Linked DNA regions of Zea mays: region 2 is linked to region 1. A link is a contact called in public Hi-C data. All regions are on one chromosome and are shown on one strand. The core of a region is the stretch at or near the end of the contact, and the rest is flanking DNA. Distances in the headings are between cores, read along the strand shown. Region 1 holds the start of LOC100272540 (Protein FLC EXPRESSOR). Region 2 holds the start of LOC111589298.

The links. A called contact is a pair of places that touch in the nucleus more often than the background predicts.
Region 2: a Hi-C map of leaf shows a contact between it and region 1, with 3 times the contacts expected there. The contact joins the promoter of LOC111589298 here to the promoter of LOC100272540 in region 1. A contact is called at or near these places in 3 of 25 Hi-C or Micro-C datasets (leaf and root tip).

Annotation. Positions count from the first base shown.
Region 1 is chr5:3,059,889-3,067,160 of Zm-B73-REFERENCE-NAM-5.0, forward strand. LOC100272540 (Protein FLC EXPRESSOR) reads left to right here and starts at 2,513. Exons shown (of 4, transcript NM_001147008.1): 1 at 2,513-3,184; 2 at 5,331-5,503; 3 at 6,275-6,384; 4 at 7,109-7,272. The coding sequence starts at 2,589. The coding sequence ends at 7,201.
Region 2 is chr5:2,910,970-2,918,241 of Zm-B73-REFERENCE-NAM-5.0, forward strand. LOC111589298 reads right to left here and starts at 3,266. Exons shown (of 1, transcript XM_023300099.2): 1 at 2,590-3,266. The coding sequence starts at 3,187. The coding sequence ends at 2,906. It overlaps LOC100191263, which reads right to left. Exons shown (of 5, transcript NM_001136697.1): 4 at 4,187-4,373; 5 at 3,767-4,087. The coding sequence ends at 3,937. It also overlaps the pseudogene LOC100192040.

The DNA of each region.
Region 1 (7,272 bases), core at 1,263-3,762:
AATCACTAAAGCCTTGTGTGGAATTGGAGAGGATTTGATCACTTGAGTGTGTCTAGAATTGAATGCTTAGCTCTTGTAAGTGGTTGAGAAGTGGAAAACTTGGATGACTTGAATGTGGGGTGGTTGGAGGTATTTATAGCCCCAACCACCAAACTAGCCGTTTAGTGGAAGCTGTCTGTCGTATGGCGCACCGGACAGTTCGGTGCACCCCGGACATGTCCGGTGCGACAGCCATGTCACCAGGCCGTGGGGGTTCCGACCGTTGGAGCTCTGACTGCTGGGCCCTCCTGGATGTCCTGTGGCGCACCGGACATGCACTGTGGAGTGTCCGGTGCGCCAGCATGGGCGTGCCTGACCTCTGCGCACGCTGGCGCGCATTTAATGCGCTGCAGGTAGCCGTTGGCGCCTGAAGTAGCCATTGTCCCGCAGTTACACCGGACAGTCTGATGTACACCGGACATGTCCGGTGAATTATAGCGGAGCAGCCGATGCGAATTCCCGAGACTGACGAGTTCGGAGCCGCCTCCTCTTGGAGCACCGGACACTGTCCGGTGTACACCGGACAGTCCGGTGAATTATAGCGCGCTGGCTCCGAGTATTCCCGAAGGTGAAGAGTTTGAAGTCGATCTTCCCTGGTGCACCGGACACTGTCCGGTGGTGCACCGGACAGTCCGGTGCGCCAGACCAGGATGCCTTCGGTTGTCCCTTTGCTCCTTTGTTTGAACCTTTTTTCTTGGTCTTTTAATTGGCTTATGGTGAACCTTTGGTACCTGTAGAACTTATAAACTTGGGCAAACTAGTTAGTTCAATTATTTGTGTTGGGCAATTCAACCACCAAAATTAGTTTAGGAAATAGGTATAAGCCTAATTCCCTTTCAGCCTTTTCACAGTGAAAACTTCAAAGAGCATGGTTCCAAAGCCGAACACATCACTCTTGCATGATGCCTTTCCAAGGGATCCATATTCTGCATAGAAGTTCCCACTGAAGCATAGGCATGTTGAAACTTTGATTGTTAGGAATTTCTCCAATAAGATGGTGGCGGGTATTTCTCACGTGGATCACACGATTTGGTTCGTGGCTAAATGTGCCACACTTTGCCTAAGGTTAATTGTTTGAATTGAAGAACTGACCTTAGGCAGAAAAGTTAGGTAAATTGTGGCAAATTAGGCATCAAACCAAACAGGCCCTAACTTTTGTATTTCTCACCATCCACATTTAGTTTATCCCCCGCGTTTTCCATTCTAATAGATCCCTCGTTGTATTTCCACGTAGTTCAAAGCCTAGATTTATTCTAGCAGTTGGACTAGTTCAGAGTAGTTCAACTTGCCTTTATAGCAGTTGAACTGACCTGCACGAGTTGATCTGTAAATTTGACATTATCTTGAAGTTTGTGGTGATAGTTTTCAGGTTTAGTCTATTCACACCCCCTCTAAGCCATTTTCACTCTTCTCATAGCACGATGATTGCAAAACACTCATTGACTATATTTTTATGCTAAGGGCAATAACAAAGTGTCGCTGTGGTGCGACACAAATGTACTACAAGTACTTGACAGAAATTTGATGAATAAAGCAAAGGGTTCAAGCTAGAGGCATGTTGGTCCTGAGTAGGGATGTCAACAGGCACATTTTATCCATGTGTTTGTGATAAATACATATAAAGTGTGGGTTTGGATGTGAATTTGTACCTACGGGCATGCGTGTAGGTTTGATTCTTACCCGATGTTTTTTTCTTGTGAGTATGAAAAGGTCGTGTCTTTGTCCATTTAGCTTCACCTACAACACAGAGTACAAAGGATTATCACTTGCAGCCAAATTATGACTTGCTAATTGATGCAAAAAGAATACAAGATGCATAATTGACATGCTTATTTACCACACAATCGATGTACTTTTTTATGATCCAAAAAGCTATCACTTACAACCCTTATATGTTCTCTTGCATTTTGCTCTAAACCTTTTCTTGCACTTCTTAATTGTCTCGTAAACATAATCACATAAAACACACGACGAGTTACTGCACACACCACATATGGGAACACCATACCCTTATCAATACAAGGGTTATTCACATCATATACAAAGGTAGAGGTATCATCGCAACATCCTCATCAAATATTTTGTTGCCAGGGTCATATTCAGAGTTAGAGAAAATAATACAGAGTCGAAGGATATGACTAAATCACTGTCATAGTTGTTATCACTTAGTGCCTTCATTGATTCGGTGTGAGTCATCATGTGCACTTTATTCCTCACTTTTAGGTCGAACCTACATTTTATAGGTAAATCACAATGTTTGATAGACAAAATTACAATTAGAACATAATAGCCCCTTATTTCAATTAACTATTTTTATTTATTTTATAAAATAAATAAACCTAACGCGCATCCAAACATATGGCGAAAAAAAAATCCAAACGAACATAGTTTGATGTCAAGACGGTGACATAGACATAATTGCACCTACTTTTTTTCCCTCTCGTCTCTGTTGCCCGGTTGCCCCTCGCTGTGACGACTGACGAGCAACCAATCCACCCAAATCCCAGACCGAGCTCCAATCCTCAGCGCCGCCAGTCGCGCCGCCTCCGATGGCCGCGCGGCGCGGGCCCCACGTCATCAAGCTCCACGATCCCAACCCGCCCCTCCTCGGCCGGGCGCCGGGGACCGCACCGGCCGCCATCCCCGCGCCGTCGCGCGATGAGGGCATCCTCGCGCAGCACCCTCGCGCCGCCCCCTCGAGCGCATCCGCCTCGCACCCGGCCTTCGCCCTTATCGAGGAGCGCCTCGTAGCCCGGGACCAGGACATCCAGGAGCTCCTCGTCGACAACCAGCGGTTCGCCGCCACGCACGTCGCGCTTCAGCAGCAGCTTATCGCGGCGCAGCACGAGCTCCGGGCGGTCTCCGTCGCTGCCACCAGGGCGCGCGCCGAGCGGGAGGTCGAGGTGCGAGCGCTGGCCGACCAGGCGGCCCACATAGAGGCCGAGGCGCGGGCCGTCGCCGCTGCGCGCGCGGAGGTCGACCAGGTTCACGCCGACGTCCAGGTGCTCGTCGCGGCGCGCACTGACCTTGTCAACCGGCTCCAGGGCCTACGGGAGAAGCTCGCGCACAAGAAGGCTGAGGCGAGTAAGACCGATTCCGTCCGTGCCCAGATTGAAACCATGCGCCGGGAGATCCAGAAGGGCAGGTATCGGTGTTGCTTCATTTAATCACTCTGGTTTAATGTTCACTGATAATATGCGATTTCGTGATTTTTCTACCTTGTTTTGAGCTCTCCTCGCTTGTTGACCTATTGCTTATTGAAAACAGTCATGCATTTTGATAGTTAGCTTGTGAAGCTTGTAAAATACAAGAACATGCGACACCTTGTGTAGGATGACTAGGATATCTCTGTTCCGCAGCTGCTCCTCAAACCTGGTAACAAATCTGTTTCAGAGAGCTGTTGCATGTAAATGAGAACTAAGCATTTGTTGCTCCTTAAGCAAGCTGCTTTGTCCAAGGAAGCCTTTACACTGTCACCATGCCAGTTTCACAGGGTATGCCTACAACATGCTGACAATGCCCTGTGAGGTGACTTTGAAGGGTCGCCTTTTTTAGATGCCATTGTATTGGTTAACCTTGTCTCCTAAAGCCTTTTTATGTTTGTATGCAGTATGAGTTGACAGTCTGTTAATGTTTTCATGATTACATGTTCTGACTTCTGAGCTAATGCGTTTTGGATTGAATGATACAAGTAGATTTGCAGCAGTAGCATCCCGGTATACACTGGTAATAACTAATAACATGTGCATAAGGATCTAATCAGAGTAATCTGGTTCTATTACGAGTTGTGATTTAAGCTTTGGACTGGTTATTGAGATTGAGATGCATAGTAGACAATTATTTTTTTGTGCTATTCACATCTACTAAGGATGTTTCACATTTTGGGTGAATCGAACATGATTCTTCTCTTTGTTGAGGAAAATATGTGAAGTCTACATGCAAGCCATTCCACCACACATTTCATGCTTCAACTTCAATATTTCCGTCTGCACGCAGGCCATCCCACCACACATTTCATCCTTCAATGTCTCCAGACACATAAGGAGTGTAGCTTGTTTTGGCTAAGTATTGAAACCTAATCTAATAGCCCTGTAGTATTAGAATATGTGGGGAAATGTCAAATCAGTTATGGGTTTTGCATTTACTCCTGCGTGAACATTTTTTTTGCCAGACGTGCTAGCTCATAGTTGGCATAAAACTGATCTAGATCGATATATATATATATATATCATACCTGCATCTTTAAAAAAAACTAATTGGTTGGAGCCAAATTATTTATACGCAAATACAAAATCTTTGGGTTCCAGACCATGCACAACAACAATACCTTCTAGTCCCAAGCAAGTTGGGTAAGTTAGAGTTGAATCCCAAGAGAAACCACAAGTCAAGGTTCAGTCACATGGATATCTGTTTTCCATGCACACCTATTCAAGGCTAAATATTTGGTTTTATTTCATCTCTTTATGTCTCTTTTTACTGCCTCTTCCCATGTCAACTTCGGCCTTCCCCTGCCTCTCTCTCATTGCTATCACGCCTTAGGTTCCCATTACACACTAGTGCCTTTAGATCTCTGTTAGACATGTCCAAACCATCTCAATAGGTGTTGGATAAACTTTTCTTCAATTGGTGCTACCCCTAACCTATCACGTCTATCACCATTCCGGACTTGATCCATTCTTCTATGGCCACAAATCTAACGCAACATATGCATTTTTGCAACACTTATTAGCTGGATATGTTGTCTTTTTGTAGGCCAATATTCTGCACTATATAACATAGCAGGTCTAATCGCCGTCCTATAAAACTTATCTTTTATCTTCTGTGGTACCCTCTTGTCATATAGATGTCAGATGCTTGACGCCACTTCATCCACCTGCTTTAATTCTATGGCTAACATCTTAATCAATATCCCCCACTACCCGTCTTTTTGTAGCATTGATCCTAAGTATCGACTGTGCACAATAAGTAAAATTCAATCAGGAATTCAAGCATGGTGTGGCTGCATGTTATGAAAAAAATATTATCAGCTCATTTGTACCAGCCCATTGATCGGCATCCACTAATCCCACTAATCCACCTGAATCACTCTAGTCCTGCTCAATTTTTTTTTCACTGAAATGCATGGGTGTGAGGGCGTCCTTAGATTCTCAACTGGTCCCACAACAAACTCTCAAACTGAGGATCTGTGTCCTTATACCTTTGTAATTAGTTTGCTCCAAATGACAATCCATGTCCATTTCAATAGAGTGGATGTGTTGTTTTGTCCCTGACATCTTCCCATAATATGACAGAGCTGCGGTTGATTTTGAAAAGAAGGCACACTCTGATAACCTTGAACAAAGTAAAGCAATGGAGAAAAATATGATTGCTGTGGCTAGTGAGATTGAGAGGCTTCGAGGAGAGCTTGCAAATGCTGAAAAAGGGGCCACCGCTGTCAACCCAGCAGCAGCTGTTGGTAACTCTGGTACCATTCTTAATCTACTCAGAGTACTGTACTACTGTCACTTTCCTCTAAGTAGAATTTATGTATTTTGGGAGAATGGGCTTAGGCACTTAGCATAATGATCATCATTTATTGCAGGCTGTTAAACACAAAACCAATTGCTTTCAGCAGCTTAGATCATCTTTGTGGTTGCAGCTAGTTTTGTGAGATATGTACAGATTCCAATGAGTTTTTCCTGTTGTTTATATCTCAAAAAAAAAGTTTTTGGATAATTTTAATATCCTGAAGTACTGTAGAAACTTTTAAGTGTATTTGAAAGCCTGACATGATACTAAATATAGAGCCATTTGTCCCTTGAGCTTACTAGGTTATCTAAAACGCTAGCTCTTGGGATCAGTGGTCAAGAAGGGCGAGCGGACTAGTTTCAGGTAGGAATCAAAGAAACCGTTTTGGTAATAGTAGCACTAAGCTACTATCTTATACAAGAGGTGGTTGCTTGGGTGGGCCTTTGGGTTCTGTTCAGAAGATAATCCCTACATCTTCTGGCTTCTTTAATTAGGGCAGCTTCAGTATATTAAGAAACCAGGTGAAGAAGCCATCCATTTAGCTCCCGCTTTCTCGAAGCCTTAATTATTTAGTTGAAGCTATGTCTAACTTCAATTGCATTAACTTTCTTGTGTAATCCTATCTCAGGGTATGTCTAACTTTAATTGCATTAACTTTCTTGTGTAATCCTATCTCAGGGTATGTCTAACTTCAATTGCGTTAACTTTCTTATGTAACCTATCTTAGGGTATGTTGCGGCTTATGGCAATTCTGAGCCAACATATACTGCAATGTATGGCAATCCTGATGCAACATATACTGCACAGGCCTATCCTGATGCTTATAACACTAATCAGGTTTGTTTACTTGCTTTGTGATTCTTCTATTATTTGCTTTTGATTTAACTACAACAATTGTTCTTGGATGCATCTAAAAGGTGCAGTCTATTGAGATACACTAATGAAAATAAAAAAATATGGTTTCAGAATCGATTTCTTATTTCTGTTGTTTGAAACTCAGTTATTTATTTTGCATGATTAATGATCAACCTGTCATCTCTTCTTTCTTCTCTTCTATGTTGTTTCCCTTTCTGAATATTTACCTTTAGTAGTTCTGGGTTTCCCTTTTTTTCTTTAAGAAGTTTAGTAAATTACATGATGCCACTATTTAATACGGTCCCCAGTTAAATGACCTCCTTTTTGTGAGATATAACTTTTGTAGTTGTAGTGTTCTGTGCTATGTAGGCTCATAAATTTCTGGAATGATGCCTGTAGACATATAGTTTGCTTCTACTGTCTGCATTACGTTAGCTGTGAATCTCATCCAGTGTCACATGTCACTTTAGATATTTTTGGTCTGGTTAGCTAAGCATCCCTTCTTCCTAAACGTGGGTGCCATTGTGTTTCAGATAATGGAACAATCAAGCTTTTGACGTTGATATTTTTTTTGGCCAAAAAGAGTCAGATTTTTATTTACTATTTTAATTGCCTTTCACAAATCATCTTGAAAATAAGTACTGCACAAGGCAGCAAGCAGCTCATCCTGAATCTGATCTCGACATCTCTGTGTTCAAAATTACAGGCTCACATGCACGCTGGTGCCAGTTCCTATTACACGAGTCAACCATTTTCCTATGGACAATACGAGAGCCAGCACACCAATATCCAAAGATGACTGCCGGCACAAGATAGCTTTGACTCGTCTGCCATCTCATTCTCGCTGTAAAAGGATAGTCGCAGAATCCA
Region 2 (7,272 bases), core at 2,016-4,515, 150 kb before region 1:
ACCTTACATATAGGGATTGTATAAAGTCAAGCTATCAAGGCTAGCTACCATGCTGCATCCAGTGGAGAACTAGAGATTAACACGTATTTTATGGATGCATGTTTACATCCTTAAAACATTAATATATAGGATTAGAATAAAACTGCAGAGTTGTTTGAGGGATATGGCCATATCATACATGAACTGATTGTCAATCGTGCGATCCGTACAGAGGAAAATGTAACCTATTTTAGCCTTTTTGATTTGAGATGGAGTTTTTGTTGTTCATATATGAGCAATTAATATTTGTGATTTTGAATTGTTTGATGAGTCATACTGTACCTTCCTATAAAATGGGATATTTAAAGTTCATGTGAAAGTTCAATCTTGTTTTCTCTAATCGTGTGACTTGGACTGTTGGAGAAATGTTGGCTAATTTCACTTGTTTTCAGGAAATAGGTGGATTGCTCTGGTTGTTGAGAAGTTTGTTGAACCCGATGTTTCCTTGGTTCCAACACTGTCATGCTCCATCGATTATTTTGGAGAGTTGATCAGTGGGCAGAAACCGTGGAAGAAAAGCTGACATTTGCACTCACCCGAGCCCTATCAGCAGCGCCGGCCCTGGCAGGGGTCGAGCAGTGCCCTCAACCAGGCCCCCAGATTAATGGAGCCTCCCTTTAGGTACTAAATAACATTACGTATATACATGCATATATCATATATTGTATATGTATGTCTGCTGGCTCTACAGAACTTTGAAAGACGTAATTATAAGCAAGGAGAATTAGGCGTAGCCCGTCAATCTTGATTTCTATATTGCAGTAGTAGTACTTCGTAGTCTCAGGCCCATCTGTCTAGGCTCTCGGTCGCAGACAGACAAGCGGTCGTGTCCTCTCCTCTCGGTAGCCAACACACGACATTGGGTACGACGGCGTTTTTGTCTTGCCCTACACGACGAAAAAGAAACTAACATGATCTGATCGATTGATCTGACAACACATTACATCCATTTAATCATTGTTCAAGGTGACCTTTTGAGTCATCTGGATATATATATGCAGCATTTTTCTACGAGATGTTACACTATATTTTAGTTACTTTGTATTTAATATAAACAACGTTTTCAAATATACATAAATATTTATTAACAATATATATATATATATATGCACACTATAATTATGCGTAATAATTATTATTATAAAGGGCCTCTATTATAAGTCTTGTCCCGAGCCTCTAAAATGTCAGGACCGGCACTGCCTATAAACAACAATGCTAAAAATCCATAAGAGTATTTATTGCATGTATACATCATGTTAAGGATTAACTACTAGAGTGACTGATACGCCCGGACAACGTGATGATGGACAGCTTCAGGATCCTCAAAGAGGAAGACGTCGGCGCGCGCGCCTGCCTGAAGCTGAGGCCGGTGAGCGTGCTGATGCAGCTCATCACCTGTGGCTCGCTCTCGGTGAAGGATCACGGGAACGCTGGGGTCGTTCAGATGTGCAAGCCGAGGTTCCCGAACCTTAGGTTGCTCCCCTCGCCGCTGATCTCGCGCACCATGATGATGGGCGAGCTCGACTGTCTCTCAGAAAACCCCAAGTTGATGGGGATAAAGCTGTAGGAGCAGGAGTACTTCAGCGGGAGCCTTGTTGAGACCAAGAAGACGCAAAGAGATGGTCCGGCTAAGAGGTATCCGGCGCTTAAACGTTCTTCTTCCTACAATGTAGAAAGGTAAGCTTGATGAGTGCTTTGCTATGTTCTTGATATCCTGCTTAATCAAATTGATATCTGGGCACACATAAATATGTCTAGGCTAACTGTTGAAACCCTACATGATTCTTTGATGTTACTTACTGGTTGTCAATTTTAAAGAAAAAATGTTGCAACCCAACTGTCGAGACCTTCTAATTCATGACTCCGTACCATTTTGCGTTGTAGAGTTTGCTTACCAATTTGATTTATGTTAGTTATGTTTCCTTTTCGAAAACTATGTCTCATTAAGAGTAGAACCGATGACATGTGGGCATTGGATCCAAAATTTTGCACGAACTGTTGATAGGGACGCAAACCGTTATTGTTGGGTTTAGGCTTGGGATCAAAGAGTTAAGAATTGGAGAAGAGCCATGTACTGAAGAATATTTATGAACGCTAGCACCGTTGCTTTTGTCGTTGCCTAAAACACTAACAGGTTGATACCAGAAACATTGTATGGTTGTCATATAGCGCCAGCATGCAGCTGGCATGTATCTATCAAACAAAAATACCAAAGTACGGGAATCTACCTGCCGGGAGAGAATTTGAGGCCTGTAGGATCCCAAATCGGTAATGAGAGATTTGTAAATGAGGCGTGCTCGCACCCTGACTGTTCATCTACTCCACCGTCACCTCGCGTCCGCCCTCGTCACATTGGTTTTCGTCGAGGTGAGTTCTCCCTCCGTCCTTTTTCCTCTGCCCCACCGGCGTTCTCTGAGAATCAGCCGGTTCTCCGTCCTCCGATACGAAGGGACAATGTGCTCCACGGAGAGCTAGAACAAATTGGAACGATGAACATGGTTATGCAGTAATTTGGTTCTACCTCATGTCCAAGGTTGCCAATATATACAATAGTACAATCAGGATTGTTCTCTGGGTTCTCTTTAAATTATCATGATATTATATGTTTCCGTTGCAACGCACGGGCACTAACCTAGTTATTACCTTAGTTTAGTAGTCGATTGAGTGTTGCAGCTCAGAAACCACAAGTACAGCAAGCCATGACTCTTGGTCCACACGCGCGTCATACATTATTTACCATCTCGACTAAAAACCCCATCATACTTTTTGCTCGGACAGAATTTATCGGAGAAATTAAACTTGGCCCTATCTTTAGTTATAGCAAAAGATAGTAGCCGGGCCCTCAGTTTTGGCCACCTTCCTCGCTTCAACTGGTCGTCGGCCCCGGCGCCGGTGCCGGAGCCGGCGCAGATCCCGTCTCATCAGCCAGCTTCATGTCGGAATAGACGACGCGGCCTTCCGACTCGGAGTCGGTGCTGTTGTCCCCGGCCGAGGCGTCGGAGCTGTTGTTGTCCCCGGCCGAGTCGTCGACGCTGTCGAGGATGCGGATTCTGTTCTTGCCGGCGGAGGCGGTGGTGGCGAGGTGGCAGATGAGCAGCCCCACCAGCGCCAAGCTCAGCAAGGCCACGCGGATCCTGGTGGGCGCCATCGCGCGTGGAATCTAGCTAGTCGTAGCAGGTACCTCCCCTTCTCTGCTCGGATCGTCCGGCTGTGATTGCTTTCCTTTGTTCCTGGCTCATCTCGAATGCTGACGGTGAGGTTTTTATAGTGCCGGGATCCATGGCCGTTTGCGGTGTTCGCGTTGAAAGTGGCCGGGGTGACCTAATTTTGGGGTTTGTGAATTGCAGCCCTCCGTTGCCGCGGCTTTGAATAGCTCTTGTGCTCTGCTGCCTGCCACGCATAATGGCTTCTCTTCTACGTCCGTCCGTGTTTATACAAGTCTCGCAACACCGATTTACCTTTATTTAGCATTCGAAATCGCAGCGTCGATTGCGGACACATTCCACCTTGATTTTTTTTTTGGTGTGTGTTCATTATAAACTTAGCCTGTCGACCATTTTAGATCCTGTTTTAATTTGGATCAACCAATTTGCACTATAGCAATATAATAAAACAATCCCTAGGTGGTGAAAAAGCAGGGTATTCTAACAGGTAATAACTATATATATACTGTCTAAAGAAAAAAAAGGTGCTCAGGCCCGACCGACCAGGACAGATAGGAAATCTTACCACCACGGATGCTTTGAAGGGCCAAATGCAACAGAAAATCTGCTTTATTTTATCACAACGTTCTTTATTTATTGTTCATATTGGCGAACTCGTTTTGCAGAATTTGCCACTTGGGAATCGAAATTCGACAGGCATACTACTCCACTATAGCTGCCGTCGGTCGGCTAGCTACGAAATGTAGCCTCTGCTCTTGAGGGCCTCCACAGCGTCCCTGATGATCTTCTCCAGAGGGCTGAAGTGCAGCCCCAACGCGACGAGCTTCTTGGACCCCTCCTCGGCTCCCTGTCGCACCAGCCCAGGCTGGGTATCCTTGGGGAACCTGCAACGTACGCAACTTAATTTAAGCTAAGCAATGCTCTATCTATATCCAGGTTTTCATTTTCACAGTCACAGGACATGGTCTGGTCGGGTCGCTTACTTGGGCACCTTGTACTCAGGGTACAGCTCGGCGACCTTGGCCGCGAAGTCGCTCCAGTGGGAGATGGACTGGGCGCAGATGTGCCTCCCGGACGCTGCCGGGCTCTCGAACACCAGGATATGCGCCATGGCGGCGTCGTGCACATGCACCGCCCCCATCCAGATGTCCCTGTACTCCTCCGTGCAACCTGCGACGACGAACAGGCCGGCATCCATCCTTTATTTTCTTCTTCATTATTGAATAATTAGACAAATTTTAGATTAAATTCTGAATATAAATCATGACAAAATCAGAAGCACTGAAGTAAAAAGTCAAATCAGATGATGCGAACTGATTAGACATACTAATAGATGGCGCGCGCCGGAATAAGCATGATCGACGACGTCGAAGTAGCGAAATCAGCAGGGTCCACGAGGTCAGAAGATCACGAGCAGTCGCGTGAAGACGCTTCCCAAAAACCTTATTCGCCCTCTCCTGGTACATGATCTAGAAGGCGAAGGTTTCCGGAGACCTGCTCTCCTGATCGCAGATGCACCTCTGCGGTCGGAATGAAGAGAACTGGAAGGCGGCTCAGCTGTGAAGAGAGGCGAAAGCGAACTGGGATGATTTGGAGGCTGGCTGCCGAGCTCCTTTTATAGGGCCGAGTCCGCGACCTTCGATCTTATCCGCCCACAAAATCTCGCAATCAGTTGAGATTTTATAGCGATCGGTTAGGATAAACGTAACAGCCACCAAAAAATCAAACGGCAAAAGTTAGCCGCGCCCCCGCAAGGCGAGGGGCCGGATTTCGGCGGACCATTCACGCGCATGTCGTGCGCCCGCGCCCTTCGCCCCGCCCCGCCCCGGCCAGGCCAGGCGAGGCGAGCGAGCGCGCGCGTGTGGCTCTCCACACTCTCTCCTCCCATCCATGACTTGGTGAGTGAGTGTGGCTTCCATATTTAAGCTAGCTCTACTTCACTAAAACTAGCAATATGGTGCTATTGGTTCCACCTATTCCCTAGTCATCCACTTGTATGGGCTTTTGAGATTTTCCTGAGATTTATTTGAATTTCTTAACTGGACCAAGCCCATAAATCCTAACAATCCCCACCAGATCTCAAATGCCCATCTGCATTTTTCCGCCACTGTTCACTACTGTTTAATATACTAGTTTTTCAGCAGAGACTGTTAAGTTGAACTTCCGCCTAAAACTCCAAGCTACACCAACTCACAACTTGGACAATGGACTATGCCTTGAATTGCAAGTTTTGCGTGAATGGGTTTCACATGAAGTCATGACCAGTACTTGGCTACCAGTAGTCCCCTTCTCGGGTGGAGCATATACGTCGTACTCCAAGGTCTCTTCATGAGTTTACTAGAGATCACCCAGATCTCATAAACTGTGACGTTAGACAGTCTAACTCATATAGGTGTGTTCTTTCAAGAATGTTCTGCAGGACACATCTTTGCTAATACAAGCCAACAGAACACATTAAGGCACAAAGCCAACCTGTCTTACAGTATTTGAGAGTATTGCATCTTTGCTTAGAGAGGGTCAAAGGTTACTCTCCTCAGTTCACCAATGGCTTGTTCTTCCCAGGACCTAATTCACGGGATCTCCGATCACATAGACTGGGTTTCCACCATGGCAACTTTATTCAGGTCTCATACCCATCTCTCTCGATGCGATTTCTATCACATTACGTGATAGTCCCTTGGTAAAAGGATCTGCCAGATTTTTATCTGTTGAAATATAAGTCACACTTATAACTCCGGAGTTTCTCAACTTTCTGACAGACTTCAATCGTCTTTTGACATGTCTTGATGACTTTCCATTATCCTTAGAACTCGTCACTTTAGCAATCACTGTCTGATTGTCACAGTTCATAAGGATAGCTGGTATTGGTTTCTCAACCACCGGCAAGTCCATCAAGAGTTCACGCAACCATTCTGCCTCAACGGTTGTTGTGTCAAGTGCAGCTAGCTCGGCTTTCATGGTTGACCTCGTCAAAATGGTCTGCTTGCATGACCTCCATGATATCGCACCTCCACCAATAGTAAAGACATAACCACTAGTGGCATAAAGCTCGTCTGCATCAGATATCCAGTTCGAATCACTATATCCTTCAAGTACTGCATGCTGACCAGAATAGTGAATTCCATAACTCATTGTACCTTGCAGGTAGCGCATAACCCGCTCAAGTGCATGCCAATGATCAGTCCCGGGGTTTGACATGAACCTACTCAATTTGCTCACAGCAAACGAGATATCGGGCCTTGTTGCACCAGCAAGATACATGAGTGAACCGACAATCTGAGAGTATCTCAATTGATCTAAACCAATTCTCTTGTTCTTTCGCAGTGTCACACTGGGATCATAAGGTGTTGGAGAAGGTTTGCACTCAGAGAAGCCAAATCGCTTCAAAACCTTTTCAAAATAGTGAGATTGCGAGAGAGTAATCCCACCATCTGCCTTAATCAGCTTGATGTTTAGAATCACATCAGCTTCTCCCAGATCTTTCATATCAAAACTCTTTGATAGAAAAGACTTGACTTCATTGATCACATCATTATGTGTGCCAAATATCAATATATCATCAACATATAAGCACAATATAACTCCTTCGCCCCCACCACAGCGATAATATACACACCTGTCTGCCTCATTAATGGCAAAGCCTGCAGACGTTAGAGTCGTGTCAAACTTCTCATGCCACTGCTTTGGTGCTTGCTTCAGACCATACAAAGATTTCAATAACTTGCACACCTTGCTTTCTTGACCCTTTACTACAAATCCATCAGGTTGTTCCATATAGATTTCCTCGTCCAGCTCTCCATTAAGAAAAGCTGTCTTTACATCCATCTAATGAACAAGGAGACCATACGAGGCAGCCAAAGAAAGTAGTACTCGAATAGTGGTCATTCTAGTAACAGGTGAGTAAGTATCAAAGAAGTCTTCTCCTTCTTTCTGAGTATAGCCTTTAGCCACAAGCCTAGCCTTATACTTTTCAATTGTACCATCAGGCTTGAGCTTCTTTTTAAACACCCACTTACAACCCACATGTTTGCATCCATAGGGTCAATCAGTGACTTCCCACGTACCATTT